2 separate regions of the Hordeum vulgare genome follow, and region 2 is linked to region 1. Evidence: chromatin contacts called from public Hi-C data. All regions are on one chromosome and are shown on one strand. The core of a region is the stretch at or near the end of the contact, and the rest is flanking DNA. Distances in the headings are between cores, read along the strand shown.

What was found. Hi-C and Micro-C count contacts between places; a contact is called where the count stands out from the background.
Region 2: a Hi-C map of leaf shows a contact between it and region 1, with 7 times the contacts expected there. The contact joins the promoter of LOC123416592 here to the promoter of LOC123447333 in region 1. A contact is called at or near these places in 2 of 6 Hi-C or Micro-C datasets (both in leaf).

The regions. Positions count from the first base shown.
Region 1 is chr1H:480,052,731-480,056,359 of MorexV3_pseudomolecules_assembly, forward strand. LOC123447333 (TLC domain-containing protein 4-like) reads left to right here and starts at 2,061. Exons shown (of 9, transcript XM_045123929.1): 1 at 2,061-2,334; 2 at 3,055-3,215. The coding sequence starts at 3,081.
Region 2 is chr1H:480,224,925-480,228,484 of MorexV3_pseudomolecules_assembly, forward strand. It overlaps LOC123416592 (protein SRG1-like), which reads right to left and starts at 2,308. Exons shown (of 3, transcript XM_045106807.1): 1 at 1,933-2,308; 2 at 1,572-1,816; 3 at 785-1,456. The coding sequence starts at 2,184. The coding sequence ends at 892. It overlaps TRNAD-GUC (a tRNA gene), which reads left to right and starts at 619; the gene lies at 619-690.

The DNA of each region.
Region 1 (3,629 bases), core at 811-3,310:
GGGAAGCCCATAGGAATTTGGGGAGCCACACCAACCCTTAGTGGGCTGGTGGGACAGCCCACAAGTGCCCAATGCGCCAAGAGAAGAAAAATCAAGAGGAAAGAAAAAAAAAGGAAGGAGGTGGGAAGGAAGGGGGACTCCTCCCACCAAACCAAGTCCAACTCGGTTTGGGGGGGAGTCCTCCCCCCCTTTGGCTCGGCCGACTCCTTGGGGGTCCTTGGACCCCAAGGCAAGGCCCCCCTCCCTCCCACCTATATATACGGAGGTTTTAGGGCTGATTTGAGACGACTTTCTCACGGCTGCCCGACCACATACCTCCACGGTTTTTCCTCTAGATCGCGTTTCTGCGGAGCTCGGGCGGAGCCCTGCTGAGACAAGGTCATCACCAACCTCCGGAGCGCCGTCACGCTGCCGGAGAACTCTTCTACCTCTCCGTCTCTCTTGCTGGATCAAGAAGGCCGAGATCATCGTCGAGCTGTACGTGTGCTGAACGCGGAGGTGCCGTCCGTTCGGTACTAGATCGTGGGACTGATCGCGGGATTGTTCGCGGGGCGGATCGAGGGACGTGAGGACGTTCCACTACATCAACCGCGTTCTCTAACGCTTCTGCTGTACGATCTAGAAGGGTACGTAGATCACTCATCCCCTCTCGTAGATGGACATCACCATGATAGGTCTTCGTGCGCGTAGGAAAATTTTTGTTTCCCACGCGACGTTCCCCAACACTACCACCCGGTGCCCAACACACACGTCGTGGACATCTCCAACGACGAATCGTAGCTAGATTGTCGTAGTACGTAGGCTTATTCTACATGATGTATGGACCGAGGGAATGAAATATGAGAGACTCAAATGGAGAGGAACAGATTTAAGGCGTGACCGGTAATTAGCCATGGTAATGTGACCATCTTTATTCACGCTCCACGGTAATTAGCCCATCGTGGAATCGTGGTATCTCATATCGGTCACCCTATATCCATATTACACATGCAACGTTGAACTACTCTATGTGATCAAACGTCAGACAACAAAATCAGATGCAAACGAACACAAGATTGACTACAAACATACATCAAACATCACCCCGGAAGATCACCTTAAGTTCATCGGACATAGTTCTTAAATTTCTACAACTAAAAACGATATAAACAATGCGGAGGAGGGGCAAGATCACCACTTCCTTGCTGGGCCTTCGCCCTTTCAGTTGCCGACGCAGTTGTAGTCGTCCATGGCTTGGGGAGGAGGGTCTTGATCATCAATGGAGGAGGTGTCGTCGTCGCCGTCTTCGTCGTCAGAGTCGGAGAGGACGATGAGTCCCTTCATCTCACGAACCGTCATGTCCTATTCCCGCTTCAACTCGACGATCTGAGCCGCCTCACGCTCCGACTGATCAATAGCAAGCCAGAGTGTATCGGCATTCTTCCATCTCGACCGTCCTGATGGAGTACACCCATGCGAGGAGGCGTTCATCCTTGCCGGGCTCCGCCGGCATCCCGCGGTGGTGGCGCACGGACCTCTACTTCTTTCTCCCTTAAATTGAAGTAACCTTGTATATTCCATCATCCGGTGGTCATGAAGGGCTCCACGCACGAAGGGTTCATGGAGAAGCAACCTTGTCTATTCCACCATGGCTTAGGTCCACAAAGGACTAGCCCCACTCGAATAGATCTCCACAAAATGCTCTCACCGAAACACCGGGAGGGGCAATGACGGCAACACGCATTCGGCTCGCTCCGGTGTTTGTATTCGTGTGTGGATGGTTCATAGACGATTTTATTACATCAGTCGTTCCTTATACTATCACAGTTGAACATAAATAGATTGAAGATTTCCTGAAAAGAAAACGAGATCGTAGAGATTGAGCCGCACGCGATAATTTTATTGGCGAAACGAGGCGGTGCCACGTGTCGCGTCCCAGGAGGCCCACGAACGAGCGAGCGAGCGAGGCTTCGCGACCCGTTCCGATCGCCGTGTACTCTATCTATTTATTTCTCCCGCCGCGACAGCACTTTGCATTATTTATTGCTCCGGCCGCGTCGCAATAATTCTTTCTCCATCTCTGAGTCTGAGAACGAGAAAGAAAAGAAAAGAAAGAAATCTCCTGGCGTGGCCCGCGGGCATCGTCTCCTTTCCTTTGCATCCAGCGCTCGCTTTCCCCTTCCCCTTCCCCTCCAATAGCCAATAGCCAAGCAAGAACCGGGACACAAGCAACCAAAGGCTCTGCCAAGAGGACAAGGAATCCGCGGCCTTCTCCCAATCCACCGCGCTCGCTTCCCCAACCCCCAACCTCGCTTCCCGGCCACCGCAAGTTCCCCGCAACCTCGCCACGCTCAGGTGCGCTAGCTTCCGCTCCCTCCCTCCTCCCTGCCCAGCTTCTTCTGCGCTTTATAGCTTGTTTTGCCTTCTTGGAGGACTTGAAGCTTGGATTTCGTCTAGCCTGTGGGGACTGGGAGCGAGCACGCCCGATCTTGGCGCCCTCGGCCGGCTGTTTCGAGGTGGAGATTGGGACGGGATGGGATGTTGCTGCTGCGCTTGAAATCTTAGTTGCGCTTCTTGCACGAGTAGCTCCCAGTCCCAGTCCATGCGCCGTTTGCCAATTGGTTGCCGTCCCGTTGGATGGGCTAGTGTACCTGCTTTTTTACTTTCAAGTCAAGTAGTGCTGCTGCGGTGGTCTCGTCACTGATTTTTTTTAAAAAAAAAAATTTGCTCTTACCATTATTTACATGGGACAGAGATTCCCTTGTTTAGCAGCGACTTGTTAGGAATCAGGAGGGGTGCATCTCTATTTTACCATGCGAAATTCTTCCACTTTTGGTTGTCTGCACTTTTTAAAGCGGTTCAAACAAACACGTTTGCTCTGATAGTGATCTTGTCTTGTGGAGCCGTTGATCCGCCCTACCCATGTCATGCAAAGTTGTTAGCCGTACCTTAGTACTATAATTAGTGTAGATATCACGAAACGCTCAATAGTCCTCTTGAGTTTCCAAGCCTGCGCATTGTCGATTAGTAATTCTTGGTACTTATATATATATCTCTGTTTGGTTTCTTCATCAGGCTGTTGAGTGGCCACAAATCTGGATATGGACGCGCCTGCGGCTCCAGCCATGGCATTTAAAGCCTATAAGTACAAAGAGGTTCTTGTTAGGGACTACCTGCTAGCAGACTCCTATGCTCCATACACTTCTGTGCTTGGGGGAATCCTGATGTGCAAATTGGTAATGTCATTCGCCCTTGTTCTCTTAACTCTTTTGACCACTCTACTGGTAACCGTGCAATAACTTTTTTGTATAGCATGTTGATTGGGCAAAAAGTGTTTTAAATTTCTTTTTATGTTCATGTGGTTTGACTTACTGAGTTTCATGTGGGCGCTTAACATCAAGAGATATCATTAGAAAATGTTCTCATTATATTTTGGGTTTTTTATTTAACATGTCAATTTGTATTGGGTTTTTTCACCCTTCCAAACCGTGATTACACTGATGAGTGTAGATCAGGCACCAGTCGAACAAAGAAATTTTGCTTAGCAGTACATATTTGCTTATTAAGGTTTGTATTTATTTGTAGATACACTTCATTTCTTTGACCTCAGTTCAGTATTCATTATGACTTTATAAGCTAAGGTCAAATGC
Region 2 (3,560 bases), core at 1,058-3,557, 170 kb after region 1:
TCTCTTTTTCTAACTTTTTTCAACCATTTACGTGTCCAACATGAATGGTAAGGGGAACAGTAATCATGCATGAATAGTGTCCGGTTGTGAACAGTTTTCATAAGAAAAAACGTCTTTTTTTACGTGCATAAAGCATCATAGGATTCGCATTTCTAAAACAATTTTTATGAAAAGTATTTTTATGAATAGCATCACTTATTGCTCTCTTACATGTACAAGTACTCTAATGATATAATGATGATAATGATAATAATAATAATAATAATGATGATTATTCATGTTTGTGTACTCTTTACAGTCTAAAAGATAGCATGACAGCTAACCCGAATAAACCAAAACATTGTTTTCAAAACAGTAATTTCGTATACAACAATGCTTCATGTGATTAGTGTTTTCATGCCCACTCAATCAACAGGAATATACTCATATCGACCCCGAAAAACTAAAGATATATTGTACGAATCGTACCTGAAATGTAAACCGGAATAGTACCGACAAAGTGCATCTGTGTGAACAATAATCCGTGGAGAATAGTACCGACAAGCAACTCGGAATCCATCGCATGCAAGCGTAACTTCAAGTAGCTGGGTATTCTGGCTCGACCGAAATCACAAGCAAGTCGTTGTAGTATAGTGGTAAGTATTCCCGCCTGTCACGCGGGTGACCCGGGTTCGATCCCCGGCAACGGCGAATTTTCTTTTCGTTTTCTTTTTTACGTCCCACGGTGCCCTTTCTTCTTGTCGTCGAACGAAAAGCGCCAAGACATCATCAATTCGTCGAGATCTACGCGCGCAACATGTGAATTTATTCAGGGCAAACATTGTACGTACAACTAAATAATTCGAGTGTTGTTCGGCTCTCTTCTTCTCTTGAAGACGCCCGCGCGCCGTCCTACGCTATGTCCATCTCGAGGCTGTCGACGAACCTGGTCCCTTCAGCCAGCCCCCTGAAATTCCCCTTGACATACTCGCCATACTCGATCGCCCTGTACCTGGCCTCGCCGAGCCCCGGCAGCGGCTTCACCGTCCCGGCGACGGACGCGTCCTGGAACATCACCACGGTCGCCCGCCCCCTCTCGGCGTCCACCAGCACCCTATGCTCGGCGCTCCTGTACTTGCCGTTGGTGAGGACCTGGAGGATGTCCCCGACGTTGACGACGAGGGCGCCCGGCAGCGGGTCCAGCGGGAACCACCTGCCGCCCCTCCTCACCTGCAGGCCCGGGCTGTCGTCCACGTGCAGCAGCAGCGCCAGCCCGAGGCCGTCGTGGTGCGGCGTGATGCCTATCACCTTGTCCGGGTGCCGGCACGGCGGGTAATGGTGCATGGCGACGCTCTGCGTCTTGCCACGGAAGGCCCCGTCCAGCTCCTCCGGCTCCACCCCGAGGTCGCTCGCCATGAACCCCACGAGACGCCTCGTGAGGCTCGACACCTCGCGCGAGTACTTGCCGAGCGCGTCCCTGGTGATTAATTGGTTATAACTTATAAGCAGGCGAACGAGATGTACTTCCTCCATGCATGCATGCATGCATGCTTGAAAGGAAGACCCAAAAATGTTTGAATGAAGAAAATGACCTAAATGTTGGTGGATCGGCGGGCCAGAAGTCCATGCTGGTTTTCTCGTTCTGTTGCGTCGCGAGGATGAGGCTCTCTGCCCAGTCCAACTTGCGGGACGCTCCGGTGAAGTGGTGCCCAAACCCTCCCAGGCTGCCGGCATGGACGGCCAGTGCGTTCTTCTTCTCCAGCGCCAAGCGGAAGAACTGCATAGCGTTATCTTTCATGCCTTGTACAACTGATTCGTCGACTCCGTGGTTTGTTAGCTGCAAAACGATCGAAGAATGTTTGATTTCATAGTAGTACCCCCCAAAAAAGGATAACTGATGCGGATGCAAATTTCCTCTGTAGGGAAAAAGATGAAGGATGCCTAATAATTAACCTGGAAGAAGCCCCAGTCTCGACACGCAGAGCCAAGCTTGGCCGTCTCCGCCTCCGAGGACTCCGAGGCTAGCAGCCTCGCCATGTCAACGAGCGGCAGCTCGTAGCTCTCGTCGTCGCCCACGACGACCCCGTCCCCGACCTCGTCCGGCCGGGCATACCTGTCGGGGATCTCGGTGGAGTCCGCGAACGTGGCCTCCGCGGCGTCCGTGATCCCGGCCCTGGTGACGACGACGTCGTCGCCGATCTCCATCGATCCTTCGGTTTCTGTCCTTCTGTTTCTGTGCTGCGTTTTTGAGTTTTGACTTTGGGTACGTAGGTGCTGTGCTGGTTGGGTTGTGCACCCGGACGAGAATCTACTCCTAGTATAAAAATGTGGGTGGTTCGATGGTGGGTATGTGCATGCCAATAATGTTGTTTCAAGTGGGTAGGTATAGTACAACGGTCCAAAAACAGTGGCGGCTATGGGACATGTTACATGTAGCCAGTGATGTCAACACAGCTTAAAATTATACATATACCATATACTTACGTTACGTATGTTGGAAATGTTAGTATTTTTTCGATTAATGTAATCTACTAGTAATGTAAGCATGACAAACACAATACGCAACTTATAACAATAACTAAGTGTGTAAGCATGTACATAACTGAAACATATATGAACATAGCATATACGGCTAGCACATGAACGAGTAAATAGGGAATGAACAGGTCATACTCTCTGATTGGCCAGACCAACACGATGGCGGCAGCAACATCCTAGGCAACCTTCGTGGCCTTCTTCTTGGCAGCGACGTCCTCCGTGGCCTTCTTCGTGGTGGGCATCGGTGACGGCCGTGGAGGCGATGGAGGAAAAGTAGTCAAAACAGAGAAAGACGGATACGGGGCTGCATAGGGAGCTGTCGCGCCGAGACGCTTCCCAAAAACCTTATCGTCGTTCTCCCGGACAAGATCTTGAATGACAGGGTTTCGGAGACACCTGCTCTCTTCACCGGTCGTGCACACGGTCATCGGGATGGGATCGTTGAAAGCAGCACAGTCAGAGGAATAGTAGATTATGGCTAGGGTTATGCAAGAGGGAGAGAGTGAGTTAGTTTCGCTTCACAAGCCAGTGCCTCCTTATATAGGTCGTCAGATAGATGGGCTTGAGCTTGTGCCCGTGATCAAGTCGTCGTTCGTGCCGATCCGTAAAACCGTATTTTACAGTGATGGAGCATTAGCATTATACAGGGTTTGCTAGACGTTCTTATACGGTGATGGAGCACCGGTTCGTGGCGTACTACAGAGATGTCTCCGGCGGGGGGAAGCGATTAGTGCTTCTGCTACACAACAAGGGGAATTTTTTAGTGAAGAAAGTTATGGAGATTTTTGCATGCGGCGGAATATAAAAGGCAAGAACAGAGCCAGCGAGCTCATCTGCTTGGTCAGGTCTAAGGCAGCTACTCAGGTCAGGTCTAAAAAAACTGATGTGGAAAAGTTGTTATGAAAAAGTTGCTGTGAAAAACCTGGAAACTCAAAAGTTGGGATACCACAACTTTGAAATTTACACTAGAAAGAAACTATAGATTCTCAAAAACTGCTTTGAACATTTATTCCTTTGGTAAGCTTTTAGCTTTTTAAAACAGA